2 separate regions of the Macaca mulatta genome follow, and region 2 is linked to region 1. A link is a contact called in public Hi-C data. All regions are on one chromosome and are shown on one strand. Each heading gives the region's core, a stretch centred on a gene start, on an enhancer-like site or on the middle of the called end of the contact. The rest is flanking DNA. Distances are from core to core; before and after follow the strand shown. Region 1 holds the start of SSBP1 (single stranded DNA binding protein 1). Region 2 holds the start of TAS2R5 (taste 2 receptor member 5).

What was found. Hi-C and Micro-C count contacts between places; a contact is called where the count stands out from the background.
Region 2: a contact with region 1 is called in a Hi-C map of CD4 T cells, with 2.3 times the contacts expected there. The contact joins the promoter of TAS2R5 here to the promoter of SSBP1 in region 1. A contact is called at or near these places in 2 of 14 Hi-C or Micro-C datasets (CD4 T cells and liver).

Annotation. Positions count from the first base shown.
Region 1 is chr3:181,561,492-181,568,111 of T2T-MMU8v2.0, forward strand. It overlaps SSBP1 (single stranded DNA binding protein 1), which reads left to right and starts at 2,904. Exons shown (of 6, transcript NM_001266152.1): 1 at 2,904-2,970; 2 at 5,936-5,996. The coding sequence starts at 2,947. It overlaps LOC144339993 (a long non-coding RNA gene), which reads right to left and starts at 1,953. Exons shown (of 3, transcript XR_013415656.1): 1 at 1,220-1,953.
Region 2 is chr3:181,607,203-181,614,452 of T2T-MMU8v2.0, forward strand. It overlaps TAS2R5 (taste 2 receptor member 5), which reads left to right and starts at 2,959. Exons shown (of 1, transcript NM_001080758.2): 1 at 2,959-3,858. The coding sequence starts at 2,959. The coding sequence ends at 3,858.

The DNA.
Region 1 (6,620 bases), core at 1,654-4,153:
CAGGCATGCAACGTGAAATAAGCACATCATGGGGATGGGGTATCCTCTTAATCATTTATCCTTTGAGTTACACACAATCCAGTAACACTCTTATTTTAAAATGTACAATTAAGTAATTACTGACTATAGTCAACCTATTGTGTCATCGAAAATAGCAGGTCTTATTCTATTTTTTTTGTATCCATTAACAATCCCCACCTTCCCTCCAGCCCCCCACTAACCTTCCTAGCCCCAGTTTTTAAAAATACATAAACACACATATATATGGGGCACACATTCTTCCTTGTGCTTCAGGCTCCAATCTGGCTTAGATCCTGTATTCAGTTAAAATTTTAATACAGTCATGCACTTCATAATGATGTTTGGGAAAAAGACAGACTGCATATACAACAGTGCATCTACAAAGGTGGTCCCATAACATTACAATGGAGTTGAAAAATTTCTATTGTCTAGTGACATCGTACCTAAATAAAACATCAGAATGCAATGTATTACTCATGTGTTACTTCATATTAATAATGACTATGTCGCTGGTTTATGTGTTTACTATACTTTTTATTATATTATTAACTTATTTTTAAAAAGTTAACTGTAAAACAGCCTCAAGCAGGTCCTTCAGGAGGGATTCCAGAAGAAGGCATTGTTATAGGAGATGACTGTGTGTCACTGCTTCTGAAGACCTTCCAGTGGGACAAGAGGTGGAGGTGGAAGGCTGAGACTGATCATAATGACCCTGTGTAGGCCTAGGCTAATGTGTGTGTTTATGTCTTCGTTTTTTTTAAAAAAGGCAAAAAAGTTTTTTTTTTTTTTTAAAAAAACCAAAGGTAGAAAAAAGCTTACAGAATAAGGATATAAGAAAAATATTTTTGTATAGTGGTACAGTGTGTGTTGTAAGCTAATTGTTATTACAAAAGAGTTAAAACGTAAAAAATATTGAAAGATTTATAAAGTTATAGTAAGTGAAAGTTTATTGAAGGAAGAAAAATATTTTTTATAAACAGAGTGTAGCCTAAGTGTATAGTGTTTATGAAGTGTTTAGTGGGGTACAATAATGTCCTAGACCTTCGCGTTGGGTTACCACTCACTCACCCACTCACCCACAGCAACTTCTAATTCTCCAAGCTCCATTCATGGTAAGCGCCCCATACAATTTTTATCTTTTATACTGTATTTGTACTGTACCTTTTCCATGTTTACATATGTTTAGACACACACTTACCATGAATTACAATGGTCTGCGGTATTCAGCACAGTCCCATGCTGTCAGGTTTGCAGCCTGGAAGCAACAGGGCACACCAGTGACACAGCTGAGGTGTGTCGCAGGCTCTACCATTTAGGTCGTGAAAGTACATTCTATGGTGTCCGCACAGCAACGAAATCGCCTAATGACGCATTCCTCAGAACATTCCCTGTTGTTAAGCTACACACGACTCTTATTTTGTTCCTCCCGGATTTCTTGCATTAATTTTTACCTTTTAAAATATTACATTAAGATATTATTTGATTGCCAGTTTTTCTGGTGCTCCCTTAAATTTGACGGCCTGTCAGCCCTTCCCCGGCTCCCCTTTCTTTTTCTGCTTTTCTTAGTGCTTTAACAGGCCTGGAACGTTTTCTTTTTCTTTTTTTTCTTTAATTTTCTTCTTCTTCTTTTTTTTTTTTTTTTGAGACAAAGTCTCGCTCTGTTGCCCAGGCTGCAGTGCGGCGGTGCGTTCACCGCTCAATGCAGCCACGACCTCCAGGGCTCTGGTGATCCCCCGACCCCAGCCTCCCGAGTAGCTTGGACCCCAGGCGCGCGCCACCACGCCCAGCTAATTTTATACTTTTTGTAGAGACAGGGTCTCACTATGTCGCCTAGGCTGGTCACAAATCGTTTTCCTTTCTCCCCCCACAGGCAGAGCTAGTCTCTGTTTTGCCTACCTCGCCCCCTCCCGGGCACAGTTAGAAACCTCATCACAGAATTTCATTTAATTTGAACCTTGAAACCTTCCAAACTCACCACTTGGCGGCGTTGATCATCCTCCCGCGACCAAAGAGAAACTCGCGGAACTTCAGAGTTAAGGGGCGGCGTTTCCCACGGCGCTCGCCGGCAGTATTTCCAAGGCGCACGTTGTGGAGTTTCTGCTTCCTTTTTCCTCTCGCGAGCTTTGCGTTCCCTGTGCCCCGGAAGTGATCCCCTGGTTGGCTCGGCTGCTCGGGTTAGAGCGTCGGGTGAGGGAGGGATAGCAAGCGCTAAGCAAGTGGTGGAGTCCTGTGTTTTGGCTGCGCGTGATCCTGCGTGGGTCGGAAGGTGTTTCTGTAGGTGTCTGGCCCTTTCCTCAGTCGTGCCGAGGACTGCGTGATTTCTTCCCAGTTCTCCTCGGTTTTCAGGTGGTGGCGCCACCTCCGGTAAAGGGTGCCCACCTCTCCCCACGGTGTGGCTGGCTAGCCCGGGGATCTCTACGCTGCTTGGTCTTTGCTAACGGAGATGAAGGCAGTAATTTTTCAGCAACAGGTTTCAGATATAAGTCCCTTGGTGACGCTAATAGTTTTTGAGCCTTTACTATGCCTAAACTTTTTTAGAAGTTTAGAAAATGGCAGTGAATAAAGCAGATAAAAATCTGTGCCCTAGGGGAGCTTGCATTGTAATCAGATTTGAGAAGAAGTGGATTGGAAGTGGGATTAACTCACAATCAAAATTTTGTCTGGGTTGGAGGAAGAGGAAGTTGTTTGGGACCTAAATGACACAGGTGTGAGTTTATTTGGGAGGGAGGAAGGAATCCTCATCAGGTGTGCAGGAATGTTGGTACGTTGTGGTCACAAAATTGGAGTGCATAAGAATTATGAATGCAGTTAGGAATTTAGGACTGGTGAGTTGTGCTTTTGCCATAAGAAGTAATGTTTCTCATTTTGTTTTTTTCCTTTAGGAAGAGCCTAAAGATTAGACTGTAAGGAAAGAAAATAGAAGCCATGTTTCGAAGACCTGTGTTACAGGTAGTCACTTGTCTGTATTAATATTGAGATGTATTACTATCAGCGGTGATCAGAAGACTTCTTCAGGCTTTTAACTACAGGGCTAAAGACCTTTGAGCTCACCCACCCACCTCTGTACTCAACTGATACGGAGGATTGGTAGTGTAAATTTTGCCAGTGTAAATTATGTTCACTAAAACAAAAAAAAAGTTCAGGTTTATTCACATATGTAATAGGAATCATTAATTTTTAAAACGTGTGTGTGTTGCTTGAATTTAAGCAGTGAGAGAACATTATAGGTCTTTAGTGACCTAAAGACTGTAGGAATCATTGTTCCAACTTTTTTCTTAAGGCGTGTAGTTGCTTTTTTGACCGTCTACCTCCTGTGTTGCTAAACGTTCCTCTTCCCCCATCTTTCCACCCTGAAGAGAGCAGCTCAAGTCTGAATGGTCACCACAGATTTCACTATGTAGAAAATGCCTTCTCATTCCACTTAATATGGCTCCTCACTTTTCCAGTCACTCTAGCCCACCTTGAGCCAGTTTAGACTACCGTTTTTCCTCACTTACCACATTTGGGCACCAACTCCTGTAGATTCTTCTTTGGCTCTCCTACTCCCCATCCTCCTGTGAAGATCAATAAAGAATCAGTTCCTCCATGACTCTGTCATTTTTCCCACCTTAATCCTATATTCTTGGATCCCCCCTTTAACCTGTATGTATCTTTAATCTATTTTTTCTGTATTGAAATGTGAAACATAAAAAAGTTATTACTTAACACTAATGTTACAGTATTAAAATGTCTTTAAATAAGAGTTAAAAGTTTAATTTTAAAAAGTATCCAAGTTAAATAATCCTTTCCTAATCTTTTCCAGTAGGCTTTGATTTTTGTGTGCCCCAAATGAGACATTGTTATCATGTAAGATTTATGAGCTCTTGCTTGTCTGAGCACTGAAATGAGTACATTTCCAGAATCATGACACAGGTTCTCATTAGCAGTTTGATTCTATAGTATGTTGTACTCATATCTTTATTCTCTTACCCACACTGTGCCCCTAAGTTTAGTGATAGGATTAGATAGCCAACAGCACCCTGGGAATTGGTGTTTATTTGATTGGTGGGCTTCTGCTTTTTATATTAACAGTACTGCCACTTCGAAAATGTTTCTCTGATAGAATGGCTAGCTCTCTCAACTCTGTATTCAGTGATGTGTACTCCCATCTTTACAGTAGCTCTTGAAATTCAGGAGGCAGCAAGGGGCTTTGGGAAAGTAGTAGCATTGGTGTCAAAGGGCCTGGGCCTTGAGATCACTCGCCACATACTTCCTGCGGGATCTTGGGCAGGTTATGCAGTCTCTCCGAGGTTGTTTTCTCAGCTCTAAGTGGGGATAATTTTACATAACTTGTAGATTTAGTTTTATAATTGATTATAGATAAATCTCTTAGCTGATAGTAACCATTGCTGCTATTATGTGGTAGTGACTACCTTTTCCGACAATGATGTGATTTTGACTTGGACAGTCGAATCTTTGTGTTTAATCAAAGAACCAAATTTATTAGACCTTTTCTGATGCACTGAAAGCATGAAATTTCCCATGAAATATTTATAGAAATTGTATTAGGCTAAGCTCACTACTGAAGCTGTTTAATTTTTGCGATAACCTTGTGAAGTAGATATTACCTATCATAATTTTTGCTGATTTTAAAATGAAACACTTTAGGTTAATCATATTTGAGGCATCCTAATTCCTTTTAAGGTCTGAAGGAGCAACCGGGGGAAGGCAGTTACATAGACACAGGGAATCTGACTTTGGAATATGTTCCTGTTGCTGTGTCAGAAAGTCCCTCATGTGGTTAGTTCAAGAATGTATTGTTTTATTGGGATTTAACCTATTTCTCATTCTCTAAACCAGCAGACCCCAACCTTTTTGGCACCAGTAACTGGTTTCACGGAAGACAATTTTTCCCTGGAGGAGGCGGGTGCCGCGGGGATGGTTTGAGGATGAAACTTTTCTACCTCAGATCATCAGGCATTAGTTAGATTCTCATGAGCAGTGCACAGCCTCGATCCCTCGCATGAGCAGTTTATAATGGGGTTCGCACTCCTATGAGAATCTAACGCCCCTGCTCATCTGACAGGAGGCGGATCTCAGTAATGCTTGCTCACTGCTTGCCGCTCACCTCCTGCTGTGCAGCCGGGTTCCTAACAGGCTACAGACCTCTACTAGTCCTTGACCCGGGAGGCTGGGGATCCTCCTCTAAACTAGCTCATTGTTATGACTGAGAGTGAGGCTTTGCATTTATTCCACACCTCCTGACACTTGTTTGATCATTGCGTATGTTATTAATGAATCTACTTATTAAATTATTAATTATAAAACATCTCTTTTTACTCTCCTTTGGCCTAATGATGGATTAAATCAGTACCCATGTTGGATCTAAATTTCTTAATTTCTAAAGTCTACTGTAACCAAAATATAGTAATAATATAGCAGTTGTTTATACTAAAAAAAAAAAAATTAGAGGATGTATATATTGGATATATATAGTACTTTTTGTCTCTCCAGCTAATGAAAGCTGGATTTTGAAAATACTTGGCAGCAACTCTTAGGTACAGGTTGGATTTACAGATATTATCATACTCTGTAATGTTAAAGTCATATTATTTTGACTTTTCCTTTTGTGTGCAAACACAGAAGTGCCATAATCAGGGGGACTGTGGCAAAATAAACGGGAGTACTATAAAGTAACTCTTGAGCATGCCTTCTAGTACCTTCCCTGTACCTTTGGGCTTCTGCAGTAGGCTGCACTTGAAGTGTTTGCCGGGTCCTTCTGACACTCTTTTGGGAGAACATGAGAAGAGCTTCTCTTCTCTTCTGGAATTTACAGGAATTACTGACTACATGGTGAATGAATGTGAGTAATTCTTCCGTTGCTTTTGCCTTTCCTAAAAAATTAAAGCCATGTTACTCATTTGTTCTTCTTTAGGTACTTCGTCAGTTTGTAAGACATGAGTCCGAAACAAGTACCAGTTTGGTTCTTGAAAGATGTAAGTAGCTAATTTCCAAGTTTAAAATGTTATTTTTAGTAATTTGCCAATCTCAAATGTGCTGTAGAAGAGGTATGCTGGTTGGGTTTACCATGTTATCATTGTGCTTTTAGTTTATGTTTGCTCTTCAGATCTTAGCCTTGACCCATCAGGCTGTGGAGACATAGTATAAACTGAGCCCCTATTCTCCTTATCAGCCAGTTACTACTCATTCTCGTCGACCCTGTCCTGCATCAGAATTTCTGGCCGGGCACACGGCTTACGCCTGTAATCCCAGCACTTTGGGAGGCCGAGGCGGGCAGATCACGAGGTCAGGAGATCAAGACCATCCTGACTAACATAGTGAAACCCCGTCTCTACTAAAAATACAAAAAACAATTAGCCGGGCGTAGTGGGGGGCACCTGTAGTCCCAGCTACTCAGGAGGCTGAGGCAGGAGAATGGCATGAACCCCGGGGGGGGGCGGAGCTTGCAGTGAGCTGAAATCACGCCACTGCACTCCAGCCTGGGCGACAGTGAGACTCCGTCTCAAAAAAAAAAAAAAAAAAAGAACTTCCTTGAGTCATATTTGGTTATCTGAGTCTTCCCAGATTTTATTAGGCTGATATTATAAAAGATACTGTTT
Region 2 (7,250 bases), core at 1,709-4,208, 46 kb after region 1:
GAGTTAGGTCGGGTGGAAGTAGGATTTCAGGAGACTGTGCTCTAGGCTGTCTGGAGTTTAGTTCTTTCCTTCGGAAGGCCATTCTGTAATTGTGTCTCTGTACCTAATCTCAGATCTCAGGCCAGTGTCAGGTAGATGTAAGTGAAGGAGGGATTGTTACCTTCAAGAACGTTTCTTCTGTTCACAGTTGTAACATCTTTACCAGAGAAGGGATTTCAGACAGTAACAAAATCTGAGTTGTGAGAAGTGAAATGCTCTGCCATGATACTAATACCATCCTCAGGGATTCTGACACAGCCAAGAGCAGTACATGTTAATCAGCACTAAAGCAGGGCATCTCCTGATTCAGCACTGAGACCCTCCCCTCCCCAGCCACGTTGGCTGCTGCCCTAGGATTGCTGATGCCCATTGCAGTGGCTGAATTTCTCATTGGCCTGGTTGGAAATGGAGTCCCTATGTCTGGAGTTTTAGAGAATGGGTCAAAAAAAAAAAAAAATGTAAGAAGTTCCTATAAATCCTCATGATTCTGGTAAGTAGCCACTTTCTCCTACTCAGGCTGATCATGTTGCACGTAAGTCTGTTTCCACTTTCCCAGAGCAGTGGTTGGCTTTATTATCTTCATGTCTTCTGAGTCCTGGTAAGCCAGGCCAACATGCAGTTTGCCACTTTCTTCAGTGGCTTCTGCTGCATGGAGATCATGACCTTTGCCCCGCTGACTTCTTGTAGCTGAAAAGGCTGGGTTTTTGGTTTTTGCTAGTGTCTTTCAAGATCACTTTTTATTTCTCAGCTTCTGTTGGCTGGATGCTTTAAAAACCATTAACAGGAAACAGCAACATCCTGCAACCCATTTTAAATCTGTTATTTTTATAGATTGCAGTCCAGTGCAGGAAACTGGTTGCTATTTGTGATGTTTCTGCTCCACTTGTCTTTTTGTATAGACATCACAGGAAGATGGAGGACCACACAGCTGTCAGGAGGAGGCTCGAGCCAAGGTGCTCATTGCTCTGAACTTCCCCTTTTACATGGTTTCTGCCTTGGCCAGCCACTTTCCCATAACCTTCTAATCTCCTTCTGATCTCACCATTCTTGCCATCTCTGCAAAGCTCATGGCTGTCTATACTTCACTTTCCTCTGTTGTAATGGTTATGAGGAATCAGACTTGTCAGAGAATTCTGTAGGAGATGAGATGTGTTTGGAAACCCTAGAGGCCATGGCTTGGGAGAAGGATCTAATCAGGTCCTTAACTGTATCATTGACAACAGTAGAAATAACTAGATTTTAGAAAAATAAAATTTTTATTCTCAATTCTTCTTATTTCTTCTTTGATTTTGAAGCAAAATGAAAGGGTAACATGAAAAACAGGCTAGAAACTGGACCTTATTGCTCTATAAGCAATGCAAATCACATCATTTTAATAAACTACTGAAGTCAAAACTGAGTTTTCATATTTTGCATGGAAAGTATCACATTTTAAAAAATTACTGCAGATAATCTAATTTTCCTTGCCAATACGCTATGTTTTTGATAAAAGGAAGTAGAAAATAGCTATAGTTTGAAACTAATGTATTTTAAAAAGAGGTGAACCTGTATGTTAATTGCTGGATATTTTTTAGGCAAGCACTTTTCTTAGTGGAATTAGCTAAATTATTATCTCAATTTTCCATGTGGTTTAGCCTCTCAACACTTGTAGTAAACTAGTCTGTCAAAAACCTTTCTTTATATTTCTGGATACTTTGATTTTTTGACACCAGACTAGCTTTCTGGAAACATGCCAGTTGGCTACCAGGATCTGTGGCAAATTCTACTGCCAGGCTAGATTGGGGCAGGTGGGCAGAGAGAGGCACTATGTCTCTATCAGAAAGTCGCCAAAGAAACCCAGCTTTTGGACAGGTTCAAGCCTCATCTAGATTTTTAGGCCAGTAGAAGATCGTGACCTTCTCTGCCCCTCCATAGCCTACAGCCAGAGTTTTAGAGTGCTAGGTCTTGCAGCTGGGTGGAGATGATGTACAATGAATGCCACCTGGAGGCAGGGACTGTGTATTACAATGGCACTATCCCCAGTGCCTAGTACACTAGTTTGACACAAAATAAGCACTCTGTAAATTTAATCCGAAGGAATGGAAATCTAGTCCTACAATCCATTCAGTTATTATTAGAGCAACTGAGGCCCAGAGAGGGGCAGTGGCCTGCCTGCCTACAGCTTCATAGAGAATTCTCAGCATGCTTACTTTTTTTTCTTTTTTTTCTTTTTTGAGGTAGAGTCTTGCTCTGTCGCCCAGGCTGGAGTGCAGTGGTGCAATCTCGGCTCACTGCAGTTTCCATCTCCTGGGTTCAAGTGATTCTCCTGCCTCAGCCTCCCGAGTAGCTGAGACTACAGGCAGCCACCACCATGCCTGGATAATTTTTATATTTTTAGTAGAGATGGGGTTTCACCATGTTGGCCAAGCTGGTCTCAAACTCCTGGCCTCAGGTGATCCACCCGCCTTGGCCTCCCAAAGTGTTGGGAGTACAGGTGTGAGCCACCATGCCCGGCCCAATGTTGTTTTTATGAAAATAAAATTTCTTTTTTTATATATAGCATATGAGCTCATAACTGGCACTATATAGCACCTGAGCATGTTTTGATTTGATCTTTCTTGTTGAGGGGCCTTGCTACATTATATCCTGGTGTCTAGACTTTGGCCCATGACCTTTGAGATGGAGAGCCAGTGTCTCTGGTACTGTTGGCAATCTCTGGGTCTACACCCAGAGTTCATTCATGTAGATGCAAATACAGAGCGTGTCATAACTTTCAACCTCTCTGTTCCTCGTCACAGCTGTTCAGTCTTGCTTGAAGACAGATTACAGAGGGATAAGGCCAAATCCAGATTCTGTGGTGTGCAAATTTACCCTGGTGTGTTATTGCTGCTGGGGGATCTGAGCTCAGCCAGGAGCAGTGAGAGCCTCCCCTCCCCCGTCATGCTGAGCGCTGGCCTAGGACTGCTGATGCTGGTGGCCGTGATTGAATTTCTCATCGGTTTAATTGGAAATGGAATCCTTGTGGTCTGGAGTTTAAGAGAATGGATCAGAAAATTCAGCTGGTCCTCATATAACCTCATTATCCTGGGCCTGGCTGGCTGCCGGTTTCTCCTGCAGTGGCTGATCATTTTGGACTTAACCTTGTTTCCCCTTTTCCAGAGCAGCCGTTGGCTTCGCTATCTTAATGTCTTCTGGGTCCTGGTAAGCCAGGCCAGCTTGTGGTTTGCCACCTTCCTCAGTGTCTTCTATTGCAAGAAGATCACCACCTTTGATCGCCCTGCCTACTTGTGGCTGAAGCAGAGGGCCTATAACCTGAGTCTGTGGTGCCTTCTGGGCTACTTTATAATCAGTTTGTTACTTACAGTCCAAGTTGGCTTAACGGTCCATCATCCTCCCCAAGGAAACAGCAGCATTCGTTATCCCTTTGAACACTGGCAGTACCTGTATGTATTTCAGCTCAATTCTGGAAGTTATTTGCCTTTAATGGTGTTTCTTGTTTCCTCTGGGATGCTGATTATCTCTTTGTATACACACCACAAGAAGATGAAGGTCCATTTAGCTGGTAGGGGGGATGCCCGGGCCAAGGCTCACATCACTGCCCTGAAGTCCTTGGGCTGCTTCCTCTTACTTCACCTGGTTTATATCGTGGCCAGCCCCTTCTCCATCACCTCCAAGACTTATCCTCCTGATCTCACCAGTGTCTTCATCTGGGAGACACTCATGGCGGCCTATCCTTCTCTTCATTCTCTCATGTTGATCATGGGGATTCCTAGGGTGAAGCAGACTTGTCAGAAGATCCTGTGGAAGACAGTGTGTGCTTGGAGATGCTGGGGCCCATGATCTAGGAAGAAAAGTGTGGTCAGGGCACTCTTGGGACGCTCTTTTGATAGCTGTCTGTAAGGGAGCTGCCTTCCATGTCTTTTAAGATTTTCCTTCTTTTACACCAATTTAATGAATGAGCAACAGAAAATACAGATCAAAACTCAATACTATTTCTCTTTTGGCAATGCAAAGTACATTTTGTTAATGTACCACAGAAATCAAGGGTAGGGCTTCATGTTTGGTAAAAGAGGTATTATATTCTCTCTACGTATAGCAAATAATTCATATATAAATGGTGTTTTTCCTATTATAGAAAACAGAGATTAGGAACAATTCTGTCTACATGTAGCAAATAATTCATATATAAATTTTGTTTTTCCTAGTATAGAAAACAGAGATTAGGAACAATTATAGTGATCATTAATTTTTATGAAATTTCACCTGTACATTAATGTTAGTCATTTTAGATATGCTTTTTAAAAAGTATCAAATAATGTCCCCATTTCTCTGCCGTAATGAGTCTAATTATCTAACTGAAAAACAAAACAAAACATCTTTATATTTCTGGAAGTTTCTTTGAGCCCTAACCTTGGCTTTCAGAATAAAAGTCTGTTGGATGCCATGATCTGTATTAAGCTCCAAGGCCCAGGACCTGGAGTGGGGCAACATGAGGGTGAGGAGCACTTGCTTCTGCTTAAAAAAAAATAGACTGCTTTTGAAGAGGTCATGCTGTCTGCTCTTCAGTCATTTAGCCATTGTGCCTGTCTACTGTGGCCTCACCACAGCCTACAGTCAGTTCTAGTGTGCCGGGTCTTTGAGGTGGAGTGAGATCATTTAGAATGCCAGATCCATGGCAGCAGGAACCATGTCTGTTTTTATTTTCTCCCATGTCTCTGTGACTAGAACACTGCCTATTGCATAATAAACACTTAATACATATTTTGTAAATGATTGAGTAGCTGCTCTAACTGGTTTTACGATGCCTCCTTTGTATTATCGGTAAAGAAACTGAGGCCCAGAGAGGGGCGGTGGCCTGCCCAGGGTTTCATAGAGAGCCTGTGGCATTGCTGGGACTAGAGCTGTTTCTTGACTCCTGGTCCAGGGCTCTTTCCTTTACAACATACTACTTTCCTAACAAGCTAGCTTTGTCCTTCCCTCCTTGGAACCCCATGCCTCTTTCTATAGACTCTTCTACGCCCCTCTTTCTCTACCTTCTTTCTAGCCTTCTTTGTTTCAGTTCCAGGGGATCTGAAATCCAAAGAACAACACTTGATGTTCTTAAACTTTTTTTTTTCACTTCCTATGATCAAGGAAGTGAAAATCTATTCATTAATATATTCTCTCAAACTTATCTTTTTCTTACCTGAAACTGAGAATCGAGGTACATGCTGGGCACGTGTGGATATCAGTCATCACACAGCGGGAGACTGGTTCCACTGCCACTGTGAACTGTGTGAGGTCAAGTACCATATTTTGTGTCCTGGGAAGGATCATATTCATTCCTTTTAAAAATAAAGGTGCTTCTGCTTGGTTATATTTTTTTTATTAGGATGAATTTTCATTATGCCATTTCTACTTTTTTTACAGATGTTCTTTGTGACCAGTTGTAATAGTGACAATAGTATTTAACATTTGTATTGGGCTTTACATTTTACCAGACAATCTCATGTATAGTCCATTATCTCATTTGATTTTAATAGCAATCCTATGCAGTTAGCAATTTTATCCCCAAATCACAGGTGACACAACTCAGGCTGGAGTGATGATTTGCCCAAGATCATGAACTTGTAAATAATGCAGATGGGGCAGACCCAAATTTTTTGACTCCGAGTCTTGTACTCTTTCCAGTAAATCCTAAGTATCTCATTGTTCATACTTACAAGACTTCAAACTAGGATTAGCCTGTGGAACTTCCCTCAAGTTTATGAGTATTTTTACACACAGGCAATAAGCAACTAATCTTTCAAATTTGGTATTGATGGGATCTAAGATCTAAAATCACAACAGATCAAAGTTTATGATCTGCTTTTCTTAGTGACAAGGTATGGAATCAACCTAAGTGTCCATCAACAAATGAACAGATGAGGAAAATATCGTGTATACATGTATGTGTATCTGTTTCATTTCTACTTTTCTGTACTGTTCAAATAGTTTTTAGCCATGCTCAAATATCACATTTTAACATTTGAACAGATAAAGAAAATGTGGTGTACATATGTATGTGTATATATGTATATACACACACAAAATGGAATATTATTCGGCTTTAAAAAAGAAGGAAATCCTGTCATTTGAAAAAATGTGGATGAACCTGGAGGATCATTATGCTAACTGAAAAAAGCCACATACAGAAAGACAAATACTGTAAGATCTCACAGATGTGTGGAATTTCAAAAAGCCAAATTCACAGAAGCACAGAGTAGGATGGTGGTTGCCAGGGGCTGGGAGCATGGGGGAAATGAGGAGATGTTTATCAAAGGGTACAGTTTCTGTTAGGCAGAATGAATAAGCTCTGAAGATCTAATGTACAGCATAGTGACTATAGTTAATAGAACCATATTATATACTTGAAATTTGCGAGAGAGTAGATGCTAAATGTTTTCGCTAACAACAACAACAAAGATAATTGTGAGGTGGTGGATATGTTAACTTGATTGTGGTAATCATTTCACAATGTATACATATGTCAAAACACGTTATGTACTATAGATATATACCCTTTTTGTCAATCATTCCTCAATAAAGCAGAAAAAATTATTGCATTTTCCACATCACCTTTTGGGATTTGATTTCCTTCTTTTTCTGTACACAATTTACCTTACGATGGGTATGAGACTGCTTTGTGTTTTAGCAAAGAAAACAAATTTGAAGGCAAATATATACTCTTGAATTGATTCTTATGTAATTGAATCTTTTGTAATTTGCATTCTTAGAGTTGCAGCTGGATCCGTGTGTGTGTGTGTGTGTGTGTGTGTGTGTGTGTGTAGATATTAATGGCCTTACATTTAATTATGTGATATGCTCTGTGGTGGTGTAGCTGAGAGATGTGAAGTGTTAAAAATGTGATATATGAGCATGGCTAAAAATGATTTGAAAATGATAGAAAGATAGAAAATGAACAGCAACGTTTTTCCCTCCCACCTTCCATTATTAGTCCCACAGACTGGATATAATTGTATCTTATCACTTGTGTTAGTTCTTTTATTGGTTATTTTTTATGACTCTAAGTAGTAAGATTTTGGTTCTCTTACTTGTCTTATCAGCTTTAAATTGTAACCTTTGAGTCTCATTCATCAGGTTTGGGGACTATCTCATTTTACCCCTGATCCATTTTCCTCTCCTAAATTTGATTAGTTTTATTTTGTCGTTCTAACAGTCATTACTTTTACAATTGTAAGTAATATATTTTC